Linked DNA regions of Mus musculus: region 2 is linked to region 1. Evidence: chromatin contacts called from public Hi-C data. All regions are on one chromosome and are shown on one strand. The core of a region is the stretch at or near the end of the contact, and the rest is flanking DNA. Distances in the headings are between cores, read along the strand shown. Region 1 overlaps Gm36132 (a long non-coding RNA gene). Region 2 overlaps Gm36660 (a long non-coding RNA gene).

What was found. Hi-C and Micro-C count contacts between places; a contact is called where the count stands out from the background.
Region 2: a Hi-C map of muscle stem cells shows a contact between it and region 1, with 2.6 times the contacts expected there. The contact joins two enhancer-like sites. A contact is called at or near these places in 3 of 484 Hi-C or Micro-C datasets (bone marrow-derived macrophages, muscle stem cells and nephron progenitors), 2 of 115 datasets of contacts at active chromatin or transcription factors (both in embryonic stem cells) and 1 of 9 other capture datasets (embryonic stem cells).

Annotation. Positions count from the first base shown.
Region 1 is chr12:79,862,125-79,866,150 of GRCm38.p6, forward strand. It overlaps Gm36132 (a long non-coding RNA gene), which reads right to left. Exons shown (of 4, transcript XR_381728.4): 3 at 3,431-3,514. Among named protein-coding and RNA genes, the nearest start is that of Gm36132, 3.4 kb to the right of the region's middle. Within about 2 kb of position 2,432, at least 94 of the 459 cell types and tissues checked have an H3K27ac peak or open chromatin away from gene starts, as enhancers often do. A contact at or near this core is called in bone marrow-derived macrophages and muscle stem cells, where this site is marked.
Region 2 is chr12:80,044,750-80,048,868 of GRCm38.p6, forward strand. The region is part of intron 3 of Gm36660 (a long non-coding RNA gene); the gene reads right to left. Among named protein-coding and RNA genes, the nearest start is that of Gm36834, 27 kb to the left of the region's middle. Within about 2 kb of position 2,017, at least 54 of the 459 cell types and tissues checked have an H3K27ac peak or open chromatin away from gene starts, as enhancers often do. A contact at or near this core is called in bone marrow-derived macrophages and muscle stem cells, where this site is marked.

The sequences.
Region 1 (4,026 bases), core at 1,182-3,681:
GGTATTTGTTCACACCAGTAAAACCCTAACTAAGACACCCACAGTGAGACACTCTGAAACAAACTTCCCTGGTGTTTTCTCTGAAGCAGGTTCCCAATATGCCTGGCAGAGGTCACCCCTTATTTAGCCTATTCTCTACTAGACCAAGAGTACCATAAAAGGGGTGTGGTGGTTTGAATAAGCTTGGCCCATGGGAAGTAGCACTATTAGGAGGTATTGCCTTGTTGGAGGAGGTGTGGTCTTGTTGGAAGAAGTATGTCACAATGGAGGTGGGGCTGTGAGGTCTCTGGCCAGCGTGATTCAGACCTCCTTTCTTGCTGCCTTCAGATCAAGATATATAACTCTTGACTCCTCCAGCACCATGTCTGCCTGCATGATGCCATGCTTCCCACCATGATGATAATGGACTGAACCTCTGAAACTGTAAGCCAGCCCCAATTAAATGTTGTCCTTTATAAGAGTTGTCTTAGTCATACGGTCTCTTCACAGTGATGAGTCCCTAAGACAAGGGAGTCTTGGCTTTTTCACTTGAGGCCTGTGCTAGGCAGAGTAATGGTTGCCCAATGATGTCACCACCCTAATCCATATGTCATATGATGAGAAAGAATCAAGGTGGGAGACGGCATTAAGATTCAAGCTGGTTGACTTGAGAATACAAAGATGATCCAGGGTGGCATAAGTGCTTCATTAACCGCAGAAGAGAATCACACAGTATAAGAATGACTCATGAGCCGTTGCTAGCTTGAGAGCAGAAGAGCCATGAGCCATGGGCTGTGGATGACTTTCATACTCAGATCAAGGCAAGACAACGGACTTTGCTTCCTGAATCCCTAGAAAGAAGTGAGGCTCTGACAGTGGCTTTATTATAGCCCCATACCCACCTTTTGATCTCCAGAAGTATAAAATAACAAATCTGCATTGCCGTAAGGCACTGTATGGAAACTCACTAGAGCAGCAGTGGGAAACTATTTTATAATATCATAGATCTCTAGTCTAGGGCCCTGGGACAGCCTCTGGCAGGTCCCCTGACTTGGGGACTTGCAGCCATGATAATTACCACAGTGTTTTCCTGGAGGTCCTTGTGGCCTTTTTTTTTTTTTTTTTTTTTTTTTTTTTTTTTTTTTTTTTGCCTAGTCTCACCAGATTATGAGCAATCCAGCCACCCAGAGCTTCCCCACCTGGGGTCTCTTCTTGGTGAGTCATGTTCCCTGTCTGGACGGCATGTTGAGGCCTCTCTGCAGTGTAATCCCCACCCCCAATGGCATCATAACTAGCTGTTCATATTCATCCAAATACCAAACAGTGTTGGACACAGGAGCAGGGACAAATTTCTCCCCTTCCTGGAAGCCAGCCATGGTTTCTACGGAGTCAGCAAGGCTGAAGTGTGGCATGGCAGGCATTCGTCTCTAAGAGGAGCCTTCCTTGGGTCTGACAAGCCATCTGATGGAAAATACTTTGGATTTGTGATTTCTCTCAATCCCATCACTTCTGTCACTTTCAAGCTGTTAAGAAACTAGAACGTGGGGCTGGAGAGATGGCTCAGTGGATGAGAACACTTTATTGCTCTTGCAGAGGACTCCAGTTCAATTCCCAGCACCCACAGGGTGGATTACAACTATAACTCCAGGTCTAGGGGATCCAGCACCACCTTCTGACCTCCAAGGGCACCAGCCAGCACGTGGTACATATGCATAAATGCAGGCAAAACACTCATATACATAAAATAAAATATACATATACAATAAGGTACTCATATACATAAAATAAAAGAAAAAGGAAAAGAAAATAGAATTCCTGGAGCTTTGGCTCAGACTCTTACAAGCTCTGTAACATTGGGAACATCATTTAGGACTGGGGATATAGCTCAGTGCCTAGCAAGCATGAGGTCCAAGGTTCAGTTCTGAGTACTGAAAGAGAAAGAATATCATTTAACCTCAGGCCTCAGTTTTCTTACCTGTATAACGGGCAGAATATGAGGGTCATTATAGCTAGGTAGAGAGAAGGATGTACCACGTGTCTAGCACTTGATGCGTTTCCTCTTATTGCTCAAGTTCTTCATTCTTGATATTTGTCTGCTGGTTTATCAGTTTGTTTTGAGACAGGGTCCAGATATGTAGCCCTAGACTCAATGTCATGGGTCTCCCGCCTCATCCTCCGGAGTGCTGGGGACCACAAGCCTGAGTCGCTACAGCCAGCTGCCATTTGGTGCATCAGGAAAGTCATCTTCACGTTTTGCTGTGAGTCATATCACCAGCGCTGGAGAGGAAGGAAGTACTGTTCCTTACAGCATGGAAGCCTGAGTGTCTAAGTCTGCCTGGAAAACTTTTTTTTCCCACGCATGTCTTCAGGAAATAAGCCCTGCTGTGCCACCGCCAGGAGAGTGATTATCGGGAAGGCAAAGCCTGTGTTTAGAGTTATGCAATGAAGAGAGGGCATTTCGGTCGCTGACTCACCCACTGGCACACCAGCTTGACTTACCCCAACTGCGGCAGAGTGCCTGGCTCGCTCGGCAAACTTTCATCTTGGATCAATCTCTGCGGGGCCAACCAAGAGTCCGTGGCACTAAGACTATTGGACTCCTGCGGCTTAGCTCATAGGGTCCCCCAAGGGAATAAAGGACAGGGGAAAAAGACCCTCCTACTTTCATCCCAGGGTGGCCCTAACTCCTGGGTCATTTGCTGGTTTTGGACTGTTCACAAAAGGCTTGTCCGTTTAGAGGGTGGCAACCAATGTTCCCCAGCAACTTTGTGGCCTGGATCTGCCCAAGGAAGTGGCTCTTCTGAGAGCTGCTCAGGATACTCCAGTCATGACTTGTACACGAGAGATGTTTCAGTACGAATCAGAGTGCCCAGGAGAGAAGAAAGCCGTGACTGCACACAGTTCCAACTATAAACCACAGTATGAGCAACAACAACAAAATTTGACACCCTCTCTGGCACTGTCGGGACTGAGAACAACAGAACCGGGTTTTGTGACCTTCTCGTAATTTGATCCCCATGGAAAAGGAAGGTTTGGATTAAATTATTTCATCAACTCAAAAAACCCACTGGTATCTACAAGCTAACCTGCAGTCTAGGCAGTTTAGTTTCTTGGCCTCTTGCATGTGGAGAAGGGCGGAAGGAGAGAAGAGCCGGGGCATAGTGAGCTCCTTCCTTCTCTGTACTGGTTGGCTGGGGCCCGTGGCCAGGCTCAGCCACCATCGGACACTCCTGTTCCCAGGGGTCACAGGCGGCAGGAGGGAGCTGTCTGTGTCTCTGAGCAACTGAACATCTGCTGAAGTGAATGTGCTCCACAGACACACCCAAATTTGTGGGTTTGCTCTTCCTTTAGTGCTGTGTGATTTAGACAAATTACATAACTCTGCACCCAGGGAAGGCCTCCTTTCGCCTGTTGGAAAAGACACAGACTTTTTATGAAGCTAGGCAGTTACCTCACGGAGCCATCTATGGGCAGTGGCTGGCTGGTTTTACCGTAAAAACGACTCGAGTCAAAGAGCACAAGCTTATAGAATCATCTAGATAGAGAGAAAATAGCAAGAAACGAGCCAATATAAGTTTACGTTAAAAACGGAAGTTAACTTATTAATAATTCATCACAATTGTTTTCAAATGGGATTGTCAGATAACTTATCTTTTCTCCTTTATACTTTTCTATATTTTCCAAATCCTCAATAAGGAGGTGTTTCAAATGTACTAGTCTGTGTTTATGTGTGGTCATGTACATGTGTGTGTGCATGTAGGGATGAGTATGGATTTACATGCATGGAGGCAGAGGATGATGTCTTCCTCTCTTGATATCTTACTTTTTGAGACAGTTTCTTACTGAACCCAGCTTTCTATTTGGCTGGACTAGGTGGCCGAACAGCTCCAGGATCTGCCTGGCTCTGTTCCATCCATGCTGAGGTTACAGGTAGATACTACCACACCTGGCAGTTAAATGGGCCCTGGGGATATGAACTCAGGTTCTCATGCTAGCACAGTAAGCATTCATTTTACAGACTGAGACATTGCCCCAGCCCCAAATACA
Region 2 (4,119 bases), core at 767-3,266, 180 kb after region 1:
TCTCTAGATGGTCCATTCTTTCATCTCAGCTCCAAACTGTGTCTCTGTAATTCCTTCCATGGGTGTTTTGTTCCCAATTCTAAGAGGGGGCAAAGTGTCCACACTTTTTGGTCTTCGTTCTTCTTGAGTTTCATGTGTTTAGCAAATTGTATCTTATATCTTGGGTATTCTAAGTTTCTGGGCTAATATCCACTTATCAGTGAGTACATATTGTGTGAGTTCTTTTGTGATTGAGTTACCTCACTCAGGATGATGCCCTCCAGGTCCATCCATTTGCCTAGGAATTTCATAAATTCATTCTTTTTAATAGCTGAGTAGTACTCCATTGTGTAAATGTACCATATTTTCTGTTCCTCTGTTGAGGGGCATCTGGGTTCTTTCCAGCTTCTGGCTATTATAAATAAGGCTGCTATGAACATAGTGGAGCATGTGTCCTTCTTACCGGTTGGAACATCTTCTGGATATATGCCCAGGAGAGGTATTGCTGGATCCTCCGGTAGTACTATGTCCAATTTTCTGAGGAACCGCCAGACTGATTTCCAGAGTGGTTGTACAAGCTTGCAATCCCACCAACAATGGAGGAGTGTTCCTCTTTCTCCACATCCTCGCCAGCAACTGCTGTCACCTGAATTTTTGATCTTAGCCATTCTGACTGGAGTGAGGTGGAATCTCAGGGTTGTTTTGATCCCCAATGATTAAGGATGTTGAACATTTTTTCAGGTGCTTCTCAGCCATTCGGTATTCCTCAGGTGAGAATTCTTTGTTTAGCTCTGAGCCCCATTTTTAATGGGGTTATTTGATTTTCTGGAGTCCACCTTCTTGAGTTCTTTATATATATTGGATATTAGTCCCCTATCTGATTTAGGATAGGTAAAGATCCTTTCCCAATCTGTTGGTGGCCTTTTTGTCTTATTGACAGTGTCTTTTGCCTTGCAGAAGCTTTGCAATTTTATGAGGTCCCATTTGTCGATTCTCGATCTTACAGCACAAGCCATTGCTGTTCTATTCAGGAATTTTTCTCCTGTACCCATATCTTCTAGGTTTTTCCCTACTTTCTCCTCTATAAGTTTCAGTGTCTTAGTTTTATGTGGAGTTCCTTAATCCACTTAGATTTGACCTTAGTACAAGGAGATAGGAATGGATCAATTCGCATTCTTCTACATGATAACCGCCAGTTGTGCAGGAGGGACTTTTCAAGGCCCTCGGTGAACTCCTGACATCATAGGTAGCACTGAATTCTACCTAGGCTCCTCTTACATACATACCTATGATAGGGTTTAATGCGTGACTTAGATGTAGCAAGAGATTGACAGCAATAACAAATAATAAAACAGAGCCATTATAACAAGATGCTATAATAAAAGATATGTGGAGATGATCTTTTTTTTCCCTCAACTGTCTTGCTACAGTGTTCTAGTGCTTCTGGTAATGATGGGAGATAATGGACTGAGTTGATGTCCACGTGGTGACGTAGCATTAGGCTACAACTGACCCTCTGAAGACATATCAGAGGGAGGATCGTGTGCTTCATTTGGAGCAAGATTTCTTCACCATGCCACTCCTTACAGCCTACAATCTTAAACTTGCTCTTTCAGGAATTTTTCTATGTAATGTATGTGGGTCACAATTGGCTAGTCCAGATAACCAAAGTCACAGAAAAAAAAACAAAAACCGTAACACCACTTTCCCTCCAAGTTCCCATCACTGGAACATCCCAAGGACGAATAAGGAAGGGACCAAGCAGTAGTGTCTCTACACATGATGTTTAAGGCTACCCATGCAAAACAGAGTGAAGAACCAGAAATAGTGTTTGGGAAGCATAGTTGTGAGGTTTTCCTATCCATCACCTATACATGTGCTTCCCAGTTACACAACTCCCCAACCTCACTGTCCTATGGACACCAAGTAAGCCAATGCGCTACAAGTTGGGCAAGCCAATCCAGGGACCAGAGCATGTGCTAGCTGTATGACTTCAGACACGGCGGTTATACTCCTGCCAAGCCTGTTTCCTCATTTCTAATAATCTCTGCCTCCTCCCTGCCCCAGAAGGAAGCTGTGAGAATTCACTGAGTAATGTCTATCTACAAAGCACTTAGCTTGCAAGAGAAGAGTCCTACATAAGCAGAAGATGACGGTGGCTGTTGTGACAGCTGCTTGAGTCTCTTAGCCATTTCCCAGCCCTTTATTTGCTGCTGTTAGAGCTTAGCCTGCTGTGAGTCACTATGGTCCTGTTCCCAAGGTTTTGCTAAAAGAATTCCCCTTGAGCGTATATTCCTATCTGGCTACACAGCCAATTGAGGCGACATCAGAAAACAAGGCTAAGAAAATATGCTGTCACAACCTTCCCTAGCACCTGACTCCACTTTGCTTCTTATCTACTGGACTGTAATTTCATAAGGGTGGGAACATCTAGGCCACAATGTTGCTCAACTAAAGGGGGGGGCACCTTTTACCACCACTTAATTGGCAACAAATTTGTTGAATGACTTCCTGAGTGAAACACTGCCTAGCTGAGATTTAAGTAAAAACTAACATTTTTGAATTCTCACCATGTAAAAAGGGTACCACATACTCTTTATTTTATTTATTCAACTCAACAGCCCTATGAAATCAAACTCATATTGTGTGAATGAGCAAACTGAAGTTAACCCCTATAAACGATCACCAAGGCCATGGATAAGCTGGCCATCTCCTGTAGATGTCTTAGCCAAACTAACAGGAAGATAGCACCAGAAAAAAAACTTCTGGAACAATACATTAAACCAAACTCTTATGGGCTGGCTGGGGAAATAACTCACTGGGAATAACGTTCATTGTATAAACATGGGGACCTGAGTTCAGATCCCCACACTCATGTAAAAAGGAACTGTAGCACACACCCGCAGCCCCAGCACTGGGTCAGGGGAAGAGATGATCCCCAGAACTTGCTGGTGAGCCACTCTAGCTAAAACTGTTAGCTACAGTTTCGATGAGAGAGCCTGTGTCAAAAAAAAAAAAAAAAGTAAGGTGGAGAGAGACAGAAGACACCCAGTACCAATCTCTGACTTCCATGTACACAGCACTGGGACACATATCACGGGAGGGGGTGTTAAGGAGAGGAAAGGAGGAGTGGGAGAAAAAGGAAAGGAGGGGGAAAAAGGGAAAAAGAGACAGCTGGAGAGGAAGAAATGGGGTTAGGTAGTGGTAGCACACACCTCCAATCCCAGCACTTGAGAGGCAGAGACAAGCAAATCTTTTTGAGTTCAAGGTCAGCCTAGGCTATAGAGCAAGCTCCAAGACAGCCAAGACTACAGAGAAACCCTGTCTGGAAAAACAAAAAACAAAACAAACAAAAGAAGGAGGAGGAGAAGGAGGGAAAGAAAAGAAGTGGGAGGCCCTGGGTGGCAACTGCTGGATGAGAAAGAACACAGGTTGCAGTAGGTTCTTACAACTTTCCAAAGAGAGTCCTTGGAGCTGCGATGCCCCCTCCTGTACCTCCTCCAGCCCTGGCTCTTCTAGCCCACCTTTTCCTCCTCCAGCATCCACCCTGCATCACATACATACACACAAAGTCTCTGCCACAAGCTCTTCCCACAAATATACATAAACATACAGTCACACAAGGGCCATTCTTCACTAGTAAAGCTCAGATTCTTGGGCAGTGAGGAGTGCAGACAAGCAAGACCCCGGATGATGCAAATTATGCCGAGAGCATGGAGTGCTCTTTGCTTCAGCACTGCTGAAACTCAACAGTATATGAAATAGATTTTTGGATTTTGTTCTACATTCCCTATTAGGGACATTTTCCTCCTGTGAGCCTTATCGATGACATGTTCCCCCTGGTCCAAAGGATTGACCCACATTCAACCCCTGCATTCATTTTCTGAGCTCTGTTGACCTTTATTAGTCCTTTGATATAGGGACAATAATCTCTGGTCTGATATCTGAAGGAACTTGGGCTTTCAGAGACCTACAATAGGCCTTGTTTGAGTAGCAATCCTTAAGAAGGGCCCATGGGGGAAGTGCATATTGACTCAGGCCCTTGGCACAGGCAAAGGAATTTTTGACAGTTGAGAGGCACTTCCAGGTGAATGTAAACTCCAGGGTTTGGTGACTCCCTTCAACTGGGCCCTGATAACC